2 separate regions of the Mus musculus genome follow, and region 1 is linked to region 2. Evidence: chromatin contacts called from public HiChIP or PLAC-seq data. All regions are on one chromosome and are shown on one strand. Each heading gives the region's core, a stretch centred on a gene start, on an enhancer-like site or on the middle of the called end of the contact. The rest is flanking DNA. Distances are from core to core; before and after follow the strand shown.

Region 1 (6,398 bases), core at 876-3,375, 120 kb after region 2:
GGCTTATCCACATTTGGTGGATTCCTGTTGTGGTTTGGGCTCCTTCATAAGCTAACCTGGAGACAAACATAGCTCATTCATTTAGGAGGTGCTCCTATAGGGACACGTACTATGGGGACAGAAAATGAAGACAGGGGAGGCCAGGCATCCCAGAGGTGTGTCATTGAGTGAGTACTATAGGTAATGGACACCTGCCTAATGAAGAGGGAGTAGGATGTTTACACAGCAACTCTCAGCATCCCTTGGCTAAGGAGACAAATTAAGCCCTTGGCCTCCAGCTGATGGGTAGGTGGTCAGATGTGAACCAAGTACATGCAGATGAAGCTGGGGACCTGGGAGGAGCTACAGGGCTTTAATGACATCCTCCTAAAAAAGGAACCACAAGACTCACCCATCAATGGAGGATAGGAAAGTTTATTTCTCAGCCATTTAGGGAGTATCAATAACCCCAGGGCTCTGTGACCATGTGACTGGGGGAGCGTGGTAATTTACATACACTGATACCTTCCTGAGCTCTTCCCTGGAGTACTCTTAATAATCTCCTACCCATAAATATAAAGCACACACGTATCTGTTTCCCCCCCTCAATCCCGTCATTGTGTGCCATTTGCCATATTTTTTCTTTTTGAGACAGGGTTTCTCTGTGTAGCCCTGGCTATCCTGGAACTCAGAAATCTGCCTGCCTCTGCCTCCCAAGTGCTGGGATTAAAGGCGTGCGCCACCATGCTCGGCGTGTCTTTCCATGTTTTATTAGAATCATCGCTCTACCAGGAAGATCAGCAAATCACATACAACCCTTTTCCAGTGTGTTGCTTTCATTTTATCTTTGTCTCCCCCCCCCCCCCCGCACACACACACACACACACACACACACACACACACACACAAATAGAAAAATTAGTGGATGGTAAGAAATGTTTTATTGTAACACCTTTGTTTATATAAAATGTTTCCAGTAACTTTATTGAAGTGTGGAGCATCTCAGAATGAAAATGAACAATCCGGTCTAAACATCCAGGGACCACTTGTGTGTGGGCAGTGTTTTCATAGCTCTTGGGTCTAGACCTAGGAATGGCAGAGCTGGATTTATGATGAACTTCCAAACTGGTTTCCAAAGTAGTATCATTCTTGCCAGCCATATGTGAGGCTTCCAGTTCTTTCAAATCCCAATCAACAGAGTCCATTGTTTTCCTTACAGCCAGTCTATATGGGTATGAAATGCTATGATCCCAGGATTTTAAGTTCCAAGCAATCTTAAAACTGTTTGTTTGTTTATTAGAGAGAGAGAGAAAGCAAGTGAGCACATGAACAAGAGAGAGAACGAATGTGTGCATGTGCGTCTACATGTGTTTGACATAAGCATGTGGGCACCATGGTGGGCATGTGGAGATCAGAGGACAACTTTGTAGAGTCGGTTCTCTCCTTTCGGCTTTCCATGGGCTCTGGGAATCAAACTGAGGTGTCTGACAAGCGCCTTTGCCTGCTGAGTCATCTCCCCAGTCCTATGCAACACATTTACAAAAACACTTAGTTAAAAATAATTATTTCGGGGAAGCAATGTCCCCGTGTTTAAAAACACTTCCTGCTCTTGTAGAGGATTTGAGTTAAGTTTCCAGAACTCATGTTGGGAAGGTCACTACTGCCTAGAACTCAAGCTCCAGAGGATCTGATGCCCTCTCTGACCCACAGGCATGTGGATGTACGTGTACACACACACACACACACACACACACACACACACACACACAATTTTAATAATAGTTCTTTAACTGGATGTGTTGGGAAATGCCATTGATGAGTGAGTTTTATGTGAATGTGAAGCTCATTTGGCTCTATTCCATTCCTTTGGTCATTTTGTATTTTTTTTCTATTTTAACCCAAGTTCCATACAGTGTTGATCCCTCTAGAAATCGCTTTACTATATTTGGAGACTTTCTCCACATGCTTGCCTGCCTATCCCCCAAATGGCCTTTTGATAGAATTGCCTTCGGTTTTTCTGTCTTGTGCGTTCCTGAGGATTGACCCCAGGGTCTTGTGCTTGCTAAATACATGCATACACACTGCACACCAAGCTGCAGCCTGCACCCTTAATTATTCGATTCTAACTGAAAATGCCTTGTGCTGTAATATTGGCACCCTATTGCCACACATCCTGTTTGCTTATTTCTCCAAATGACTGTCCCCATCCTCACATCTCTAGGGTGTTCTGGTCGACTTTAAGTGGCATTGCCTTCTGCCTGCATACCAACTTAGAGATTTTTTTTCTTTCTGCTTTCTGTGGTCACAGGCAGCTGTGTCTTAGTCACTTCAAACTGCTGTAACAGAATAACACAGTCTAGGTGTCAATTATAGCTCACAGCCTCAGAGGCTGGGAGGCCCCAGATCTGGATTCCAGTACATCCACTGGAGGTTCAGAGCTGCTTGCTATGTTTTCATCAGGGTAGAAAGAGACATTACTTCCTGTATCTTCTTGTAGATACATTTGTGTCACCTTGAAGATCTACCTCACAACTCTGTTGCATCTCTGAATCTCCTGGTGCTGTTGTACCAAATTCACTGTAGAGAACATTAACTTTGTATCACAGTAAGGTAGACTACCTCTGCGGCTTCACCCTGCTGCTCTTCTTCCTTTAGACAGGGTCTTACATAGGCCAGGCTGACCTTGAACTCACTCTGAAACTGAAGATATTCTTGAACTCCTGGTTCTTCTGCTTTCACCTTGCAAGTGCTAGGATTGCACACATGCGTGCCCAGCACTTGTTTGCTTATTTAAAAACTTTAAACTATTAAGAAAGACGGCTCCAAATGTTGAGCTCCTGGGGACTTTGTGGGCAAGGACAGAGGCTGGCATTTGTGGTGAGGACTTTTCCACTTTTGTGCAAATGAGTAAGCTGAGTCCAACTATGGACTTATGATGCCCAGGCTTTTAGTTAAAGGAGGTAGGGGAAGTCATCCTGTGTTCCTTGTTTGGCAAGATGGCAGCAGGATGACTGGGCTGTGCCAACTCCAGGAACATACAGAACTTGGTTGGGAAGAACTCGATTGGTTTGTGAAGGTGAAGGACCTTTGAGGGTCAAGTGTCCTCTGAGGCAGGGACTGGGGTCCTGGACACAGCATCATTCCTCTTGAGTTTGGAAGAGGGGGAGAGCACCTTGTTTTCTCTCTCTTTAGGACCTGAGCCATAGAAACAGCCTATAAACTGAGGGTCAGAGGGCAAAGTCCAGACACTCAGAAGACCCTCTATATGGGGACACCATCTATCATGATCCAAGAAGCCAGGTAAATGGATTTTCCTCCCCTTCCCTCTTTTCCTTTCCCCTCCCATCTCTTCCTTCTCTCTCTAACTGTGGCCAAGACTCCCAACCCCACTTCCCTGAGTCATTGGTCAGCTGTACCCTTTTGCTGCTGTAGATGGAAACTAAGAGTAGACAAGGGATTCTGTCTACTATTTTGTGGGTTCCTTTCTCTCTTCCACCCTTTTCCACCTCTTTACTTCTTCCCTTTTAACTCCCTGTCTTAGTCAGGGTTTCTATTCCTGCACAAACATCATGACCAAGAAGCAGTTGGGGAGGAAAGGGTTTATTCGGCTTACATTTCCACATTGCTGTTCATCACTGAAAGAAGTCGGAACTGGAACTCAAGCAGGTCAGGGAGCAGGAGCTGATGCAGAGGCCATGGAGGGATGTTCTTTACTGGCTTGTCTCCCCTGGCTTGCTCAGCCTGCTCTCTTATAGAACCCAAGACTACCAGCCCAGGGATGGCCCCACCCACAAGGGGCCTTTCCTCTTTGATCACTAATTGAGAAATGCCTTACAGTTGGATCTCATGGAGGCAATTCCTCAACTGAAGCTCCTTTTTCAGTGATAACTCCAGCTGTGTCAAGTTGACACAAAACTAGCCAGTACACTCCCTAACCCTAGATAGGAGAGTAGAAAGGATAGAGGGGAAAGGGGGCAGCGTTATCATTAGACTACTTCCTGTAGATTAGGGGCATCAAGTTCCTTGGGGCAAGTTTGATCTTCACCATCAGGATTTAATTATTTAGTATTCTTTGTCGTCTTCTCCTTCTTCTCCTTCTCCCCCTCCCCATTCCCCCTCCTCTTCCTCTTCTTTTCTTTCCTTTCTTCTCCTTTCCTTTCCTTTCCTTTCCTTTCCTTTCCTTTCCTTTCCTTTTCTTCCTTCCTTCCTTCCTTCCTTTCTTTCTTTCTCTTTCTCTTTTTCTTTTTCTTTCTTTTTTTTTTTTTTTTTTTTTTTTTTGCACAGGACTACTTAACAAACCACAACCAACAGTAACCTTGCCTCTCAAGGCCCTAGCATTTATATATCCTCTGAAGTCTCCAAAATTCCAAATGTCACACATTCACAGAAACTGTCTACAGCTGGCAAAACCACTCCCCTGCTAGATCATGAGGCAAATCACAGTCAGCTACTGTGGAACAGCCCCATATCACATGAAATGATTACATACTAAACAAGAACATATTCCCATAACATTTTATGACATTTCTCAGTTTCAAAACAAAAGAAAACAAGATTATAAAATTCTTATTATAGAATTCTTCTAGTCCTAGCCCCTGGAGTGCCAAAGACACTCAGGTCCAAGCCCTGAGAACTACAGCATTAGAAGCCAGAATCTTAGAGTTCTATGTATCGGAGTAGAGCCTTTGGCTTTGGGCTTGGTTACTGGGTGCTAAGCAGCTTGTGTAGCCCTCAGCCCTCTGCAACAGCTGGGTGTCAGCTCTCAAAGTGTGAGACATCTGAAAATTTACTAGTGTTATAGCCCCTGAGTCCCAGACATCAGGACCTTCAGCCTTCATGGCAACCAGTATTATCATTCTTGACCTTCAGTATCCAGACCCAACAAACTTGCCCTGGGCCACCATTCAGCATGAGAATGAAGGTCTTTGGCAGAGTTTCTTGAGGATCTTTAAGCTTCTAATCTACCTATTTAGAGTGGCTTGTTCTTAGCTTTTGAGTCAGCAGGGAGACACTATCTCATGCTGCCCTGGTGCTCAATAAAAGGCTACTCCAGAGGGATCCTTTCTTGCCTACTGTGATTATTCTCATTGGTAGAGAGGCCTGGGCTGGTAGAGGTGGTAGCAGCTGCAGCCTTGGAGGAAACAGTGTCTGCAAGCAGGAGAGGCAGGAACACTGCTGAAGAGTTCCAGATGGAGGCTAGGGACAGAGATGCCAGAGAGCAGAGGCAGCAGAAATGACAAAGGACTGTGGAAGCTGCTGAAGCAGGGCCTCCTGAAGCAGGGGAGGAGCCTCTTAGAACTGGCAGACCTGACTTCCATAACGGCAATCCTGCTGGTTGCCAAGAGAAGGGCTGCTCAGTGGGCAGCTTCCCACTCAAAACAACCAAGCACAAGGAAGGGTCTGACGGTCAAGGTTCCCTATCCACTTAACTTATTTTAAAGTAAAGGTGATGAGCAAACATTAACATTTCTTTTTCCCTCCTTTTTCTTATTTTTTATTTTTAAAAAAAATTTTTTAATTAGGTATTTTCTTCATTTACATTTCAAATGCTATTCCAAAAGTTCCCCATACCCTCCCCCACAACTCCCCTACCCACCCACTCCCACTTCTTGGCCCTGGTGTTCCCCTGTACTGAGGCATATAGGGTTTGCAAGACCAAGGGGCCTCTCTTCCCAATGATGGCCGACTAGGTCATCTTTTGATACATATGCAGCTAGAGACACGAGCTCCGGGGGTACTGGTTAGTTCATATTGTTGTTCCACCTATAGGGTTGCAGACCCCTTTAGCTCCTTGGGTACTTTCTCTAGCTCCTCCATTGGAGGCCCTGTGTTCCATTCAATAGCTGACTGTGAGCATCCACTTCTGTGTTTGCTAAGCACCGGCATAGCCTCATAAGAGACAGCTATATCAGGGTCCTTTCCCTCCTTTTTCAATTAATTTTTTCATATATTCTGATCATGTTTTTCCCTTCCTCAATTCCTCCCACACCCTCCCCACCTCCTTACTTAGCCAATTTTGTGTTCTCTCTCTCTTTTCAAAAAAAAAAAAAAAAGAACCAAAAAAGAAATCAAAACAAGCAAAAATCAGTAAGACAAACAATGCAAAAATAAACAAGCGCTCTTCTGCTCCACTCGAGCACCGGGGTGCCTTGCCAGCGGAGTCTCCCAACACCCGCAAGGGCCCACACAGGATTCCCGACGGGATTCTAAGACCTCTGGTGAGTGGAACACAACTTCTGCCAGGAGGCAGGTTCGAACACCAGATACCTGTGCACCTTCCCTGCAAGAAGAGAGCTTGCCTGCAGAGAATACTCTGACCACTGAAACTAAGGAGAGAGCTAGCCTCCCAGGTCTGCTTATAGAGGCTAACAGAGTCACCTGAGGAACAAGCTCTAACCAGAGACAACTATAACAGCTAG
Region 2 (6,316 bases), core at 137-2,636:
CCTTCCTGTTAGAGTTAGATCCCTGCTGCTCAGGTTGGTCCCATTAGTCACCCACCCATAAGACTTGCCCTAATAGTTTGGTCGCTATTGCCCAAAGGAAGATTCTAGATACTAGATCCTCCATCATATGAAGAAGTGGCTCACCTAGGAGACTGAGAAGTGAGTCGTCTGGCCTTCTCAAGATCCACCCCTGTCTCCTACTGCTCAGGCGCAGGCCCGATTCTTAGAGCTGTAGGCTTCTGGGTGGTACCTTTGGGCTGATGATTCTGACTTAGCCCAACTGAGGACTATGGCCCTAAATACTCAAGGGGACCTAATAAGATTATGTGAAGAAATACCTGTCCCCAAAGAGCTGCTTGTCTTTCTCTGGGCTCCCCAGAGAGACTCTAAGCTCAACATGCACACGATTATGTGAGTGTACTGGGGCCAGGGAGACAAGGGAGAGAAAGCCCACTGTGGACAGGACTGGGAAATGTTCTCAGGGGTCCTGGGTCACATTGACAAATGCATTCCTTACATTTATTTGAGATCAAAAAGTGTCATGGCCACTGTCCTTAGTCACCCAGTAGCCTGAAAAGGCCCATCCCCCTGTCTTCTACCTTCTAAATATTTTTATACATTTGTTATGGGGGAGCAGGAACACATGAGGGTCAGAGGACAGCCTGCAGGAGTCCCCTTCTTCCAGCATGGAAGGCCAGCAGGCTTGGTGGGCAGCATCGATGCTTGCTGAGTGATCTTGCCGGCTCTCTCCGTCTTCGTAAAAACTGACGCTAAGGTTTTCTAAGACACTGACCCTTGGAATTTCATGGGGCAAAGGACTCGCTTCCCAGATGAGAAGGTTGAGTTGACTGAGCATCCAGGCTTAGCTGTGCTAGGGACCATCTTGTGAGTGTGTGCCAGGCAGCTCCTGTGGTGGAGCCCCAACGTGTTGCCCCTCTCTCTCTGGGTCTTCGAAGCTGAACTTAACACCATCGCCCCCATCATTTCCAACTTCTTCCTCTGCTCCTACGCCCTCATCAATTTCAGCTGCTTCCATGCCTCCATCACCAACTCACCTGGTGAGCAGACTCTCTCCCAACCACAAAAAAGTGGGGAGGAACGGGGAGGGGTAGGGGGGAGACGGGGAGGCATGGTGGAGGTGGACAGCCTACATTTAAAACCACACGAAGGGAATCTTTGTACCCTAACAAAGCCAGCCATTCTTTACAGAGCATAGTGCATCCTTTACGGGGGATGGAGGTTGTTCTATAGTTCCACCCTTCACCAATTTCTCGGGTGTCAGAAGTCTTGATTGCTCAGAAAGGGATGAATTTCCTAGTCACGGAAGGTGTAGCTGTTTGTGCACAGATGACCGCTAGGGGGCGCTGTTTATACTGCAGCAATTTAATTGCATAGATTTTTGGAGTGGTGGTTCTGCTTCTTCGGCTGCTGCAAACCTTCTAGCAGATGGCAATAGAGAGCAGAGAAATACTTGAATCCCAGATCTTCAAAGGGCCTGTTATCCTGCCACTTTCCAGACAGAACACACTGTGCCTGGCACTCTTAGAGATGCACCATGGTACAGTGGTCACTAGAAGTGGCCCTAAAATAGCACAGAGCTAGGAAGAATCAAGTCCTCTTTTCATCCCTTTAATCTCCTGGGTTCCATAAGACCCTTGGGATCTGGTACTGTTGCTGATGTTGGGACTGTGTTTGACCAGGTCTGGATGTTTCCTTCCTGGTATAGCTTGTCACCATGGTGAAATAAATGCCCAACAGGCAAGATTGTGGTACTCCCTAGAGCCTTCCTACCCCACCCCGGGAGTTAAGGCTGGTGGGGCCCTAGAGGTAGTGGGTACAGGCCAGGACAGCAGCACCCGATTGTGGAAGCATGGAGATTGCTGTAGCTCTGGGAAGGAGAATGCTCCTGAGCATGCGCATGTGCACTGGCCTGGCCCCGCCCAGGATGGAGACCCTCCTTCCGATACTACAGCAAGTGGGCGGCGCTGTTTGGGGCAGTGATCTCGGTGGTCATCATGTTCCTGCTTACCTGGTGGGCTGCTCTCATTGCCATCGGAGTCGTCCTCTTCCTCCTGCTCTATGTGATCTACAAGAAGCCAGGTGTGTGGCCACTGACCCCTGAGGCCCCCAACTCCCTGCCTGGGTAGCCATGTAGCCTGGCAGGCCCCTCATCCCAGCTGGAGCCTGGCCTTGGCTTCACCCTCAAGTGGGACTCAGGCTGGCCTCTACCACAGCCTTCCTGAGCTCGGTGCTCAAAGGAAAATGCCCACTGAGAGCCAGATTTCTTCTGTCAGATTCCTAGAGGGGCTACTTGCTAATGTGTACATACAGGGCAGGGTGACCAAGAGTGACTGTGCAAAGGTGGGCACTGAGAAAAACTGTCTACCTGCATGAGGCAGGGTCCTGGATGGACTGCAGTCTGAGGGAGGTAACCGTAAACCTCTACATCTGAACATGGCCTTCTAGATGGTCACAGAGGTCTGCTTGTCTAATGGGAGTTCAACCCCTAGCTCCATGTCCTTGAATTAGGTGGCCATATATGTGGCACTTGGAGTCAGACTTGCACTCATTAGGAACAGAGATGCCACCTGTCCATCAATCCACGGCCTTGCTCCCAAGGTGCTCTGTGCCTAAGAGAGCAGGACAGTCCCTCCTCCCCCCCACCGCCACAGGACTGGTTGCTTCCTGCAGTTCTGAGTCTTGTTCTCGCCTCTCTACCCACAGAGGTGAACTGGGGTTCCTCAGTACAGGCTGGCTCCTACAATCTGGCCCTGAGCTACTCCGTGGGCCTCAACGAGGTGGAAGACCACATCAAGAACTACCGGTGAGCAGGGCTTTGGGGCCAGCTGGGAGCCTGGAGCCAGCCATGGTCCTTTGCCCTGGCAGGTCCAGGATGGTAGACCAGGATGGTAGCATCAAGGTGGAAGAGCCAGTGTAGGACTGGGGTCAGGCACGGCCTGATAGAGACAAAGCAAGGGAGAGGTCTTCATGTCTCAGTTTCCACAGTGGACGCCATGCTGTCAGGATCACATGGTCTGATTCCTATGACACAATCCTGGGTTGGTTACAGTGACAAGCCTGCCCTTCAAAATTAGTCCCTAATGGTAAGGGAAGTCACTCACCTTCCATCTTCTTCTCACCTGGCTGTAGTAGATTCAGTGAGATCTATGACCCACCTACTGTGACCACAGACACTCATGACAAACCTCTGAGGGTACTAACCTCAGACACAGAAAAGGACCAGTGAGGTTTGGAGCTGTTAACAACCCCTGTTTGCCCAGCTGGTAAATGAACCAATGAGTCTGGCTCTGATTGACAGGAATGCTTAACCTGTGCTGACTCCCAACATAAAGGTTCGGGCATCTGGGCAAGGTACAGTGAGTTTTTAAACAATGGCCTCCTTATGACTGATCGGTACTCTGCTTTTGCCACGCTGGGGTTGCCAGGGCAAAGGAAGTAGGTAGGCTGGTGTGTCTGATGGCCCAGGCAAGAAGGACAGGGATACTTATAATATCATGGCCTCAAAAAAAATCCTGAAAGATCCCTTGAATCACAGCCTCCCCAATGTGTCACAATATGTGTCCCAGTGCACACAAGTTTCACCCAGGACCACCAGGATTCGGGAGTCAGAGAGCATCTTCCTTTAGCATGAAGGACCTAAAGCATCTTTCCTGATGCCTCACGCTGTGTTCTTCCTTTCCCTAGCCCCCAGTGCCTGGTGCTTACAGGGCCCCCCAACTTCCGCCCAGCCCTTGTGGACTTTGTGAGCACATTTACCCAGAACCTAAGCCTAATGATTTGTGGTCATGTGCTCATTGTGAGTACTCCTGGGAGGCTGGGTGGGGAGTGGGGGGAGGGCACCTATACCCTAGGGTGTGTGGGTGGGGGGCGGGGCCTGGATGCAGCATCTACCCAGGGATAGGAGGGGCAGGGGAAGTGGACCTAGCAGAATCTGGCCAGGTCTTTCTTTTAAGACATGGTCTCATGAAGCCCAGGCTGGCTCAATTCACTCTGTAGCTGAGGTTGACCCTACATCTACCATCCAAGCGCTGCCTCTAGCTTTCATTCTCTTTCACTTTCCCTCGTCCGCTCTAACCAAGAGTACTACTCGGTGCTTCCGAGTCTCAGGGGAGCCTCTAGGACGGGACAAGGGCTGAGCAGGCTGGATGGTGAGGGAGGACAGCCATGATACCACCTGTCCCTCACCCACAGGGACCTGGCAAGCAGAGAGTGCCCGAGCTCCGGCTCATCGCCAGTGGACACACCAAGTGGCTGAACAAGAGGAAGATCAAGGCCTTCTACTCTGACGTCATCGCTGAGGACTTGCGCAGTGGCGTCCAGATTCTCATGCAGGTGTCCTGACCAGGCTTCTTAGAGGACTCAGTCAGCGAGGCAGCATGCACGGTAGACTGTGCTGGTCTCGCTGAAGCTTAGGTGGCTGCAGCGGGATCCCCACTTGCCTATGTCTCAAGCTGCGCTGGTTCAAGAGCGCCCAGGACTCCTGGGAACCTGTGGGGACTGTGTGGCTTTGCCCAGATCCTGTTTCTGCCTTATCTGAGTCTAAATTTAGTTTAGGTTTTAAAATTTTTTCTCTTTCAGTATCAGTATTGGGCCTAGGGCCTTGATGTCATTTTACTAAGCAAACAAACCAAAAAGTATCTGAGACTAAGTATCACTAAATTATCCCGGCTGGCCTTGAGCTCGCTCTGCAGCCCAGGTGTGCTGTGACTTGCAATCCTCCTGCCTCACCTTCCAGGTTAGATGGGAAGCCTTTCCCCCTCTTACTTTTTTCCAGATATAGTTTACACTTAGCAAGGTGGAAACCATGAAGTATCAAATGTTTGCATGTGCGGCCACCCCACAGTGGTGTATAACCACGGCTCACAGTGGTTGTAAACCATGGCTCACAGCGGTGTAAACCATGCGGCCATCCCACAGTGGTGATAACCATGGCTCAGACTGACATCTAGACTGTCCCGCTGGGCAGTGAGTTCACTGCTCCGTGTCGTCATGGAAGGCATCTGAGAATCCTTTCTAACGGCTTTAGCTGTTTCTCAACTTGGAAAAAAAAATGTTTGAGGTCGCTCCCAAGTTTCCCCAAAAACGTTTTAGAAGTAGGTAGAGGTAATGAGGCAGTGAAGTGTGTGCTTGGTGTCTGGTTGTTCTGTGGGTTCCTTTTTTCTTTTGTTTTGTTTGAGACAAGTAACTACCATGCAGAGCATGCTAGCTTTTGACTCATTGTGTTGCCAGGTGTACCCCAAATTCCTCCAACTCATGCAAAGGACCTCCTGTTTTAGCTTTGGGAGGTTGGGGGACTGATACTTGGGGATCAAGTACAGGGTCTTCTGTGTGCTAGGCAGGTGCTCTAGCACTGAGCAAAACCATTATGTGCCTCAGCTTCTTGGTGGCTATGACTAGAGGCAAGTGTACCATGTCCAGATAGATAGATAGATAGATAGATAGATAGATAGATAGAAGATAGATAGATGATAGATAGAGATTGATAATAGACAAAGATAGATGATAGAAGATAGATAGATGATAAATGGATGGATAGATGGATAGAAAGATAGATGATAAATCGATAGATAGATAGATAGATAGATAGATGATAGATAGAGATTGATAATAGACAAAGATAGATGATAAATGGATGGATAGATAGATAGATAGATAGATAGATAGATAGATAGATAGATAGATAGATAGAAGATAGATAGATGATGGATGGATGGATGGATGGATAGATAGATAGATAGATAGAAGATAGATAGATGATGGATGGATGGATGGATAGATAGATGATAAATGGATGGATGGATAGATAGATAGACCTATATAGATATAGAGAGATATGTGAATTTGTTTTGAATTGTATACTTTTAAATGATTTCTTTTGGAGACAAGGTCTTAACAGTATGGCCCTGGCTAACTGAAACCATCTATGTAGATCTTCAGGCTAATCTCTAATTCACAGAGATCTGACTCCTGTCTCTCCCTGGGCCGAATGGTCAATTTACTATATTGATTTCACTCCAAATATTTTAAAGAATCCTGACATAGAAGAGGGAGAAGGAGATGGAGAGGCAGGGGGAAACAGAGGGAGGAAGGGAAGGAGGGAAGGAGGGGGGTGTGAAAGGGAAGACCCTGACAGGATGTGGACGTCTGTAACCCCCACACTTTGGAAGCAGAGGCAGGAGGATCGACAAAAGAGGGAGGGAGGGAAGAAAATGGGAGAGACAGGGAGGAAGGGAGGATATTCAGACTAGGTGGCCCAAGGTTGCTGTAACTTGACACACAAACTCAAGTCTCATGC

The links. HiChIP or PLAC-seq counts read pairs in DNA pulled down with a chosen protein or histone mark.
Region 1: a CTCF HiChIP or PLAC-seq map of CD8 T cells shows a contact between it and region 2, with 9 read pairs. The contact joins two enhancer-like sites. A contact is called at or near these places in 3 of 15 datasets of contacts at CTCF or cohesin (CD8 T cells, large pre-B cells and pro-B cells), 4 of 484 Hi-C or Micro-C datasets (CD8 T cells, bone marrow-derived macrophages, memory CD8 T cells and 1 more), 8 of 115 datasets of contacts at active chromatin or transcription factors (CD8 T cells, double positive thymocytes, embryonic stem cells and 5 more) and 3 of 9 other capture datasets (adipose tissue, liver and pancreatic islet).

What each region holds. Positions count from the first base shown.
Region 1 is chr8:94,456,521-94,462,918 of GRCm38.p6, forward strand. It overlaps a transcript of Nlrc5 not described here. Among named protein-coding and RNA genes, the nearest start is that of Nlrc5, 13 kb to the right of the region's middle. Within about 2 kb of position 2,126, at least 56 of the 459 cell types and tissues checked have an H3K27ac peak or open chromatin away from gene starts, as enhancers often do. A contact at or near this core is called in CD8 T cells, adipose tissue, bone marrow-derived macrophages and 2 more, where this site is marked.
Region 2 is chr8:94,342,070-94,348,385 of GRCm38.p6, forward strand. It overlaps Slc12a3 (solute carrier family 12, member 3), which reads left to right. Exons shown (of 25, transcript NM_001205311.1): 13 at 957-1,058; 14 at 1,945-2,100; 15 at 2,725-2,824; 16 at 3,706-3,817; 17 at 4,213-4,353. Among named protein-coding and RNA genes, the nearest start is that of Slc12a3, 16 kb to the left of the region's middle. Within about 2 kb of position 1,387, at least 29 of the 459 cell types and tissues checked have an H3K27ac peak or open chromatin away from gene starts, as enhancers often do. A contact at or near this core is called in CD8 T cells, adipose tissue, bone marrow-derived macrophages and 2 more, where this site is marked.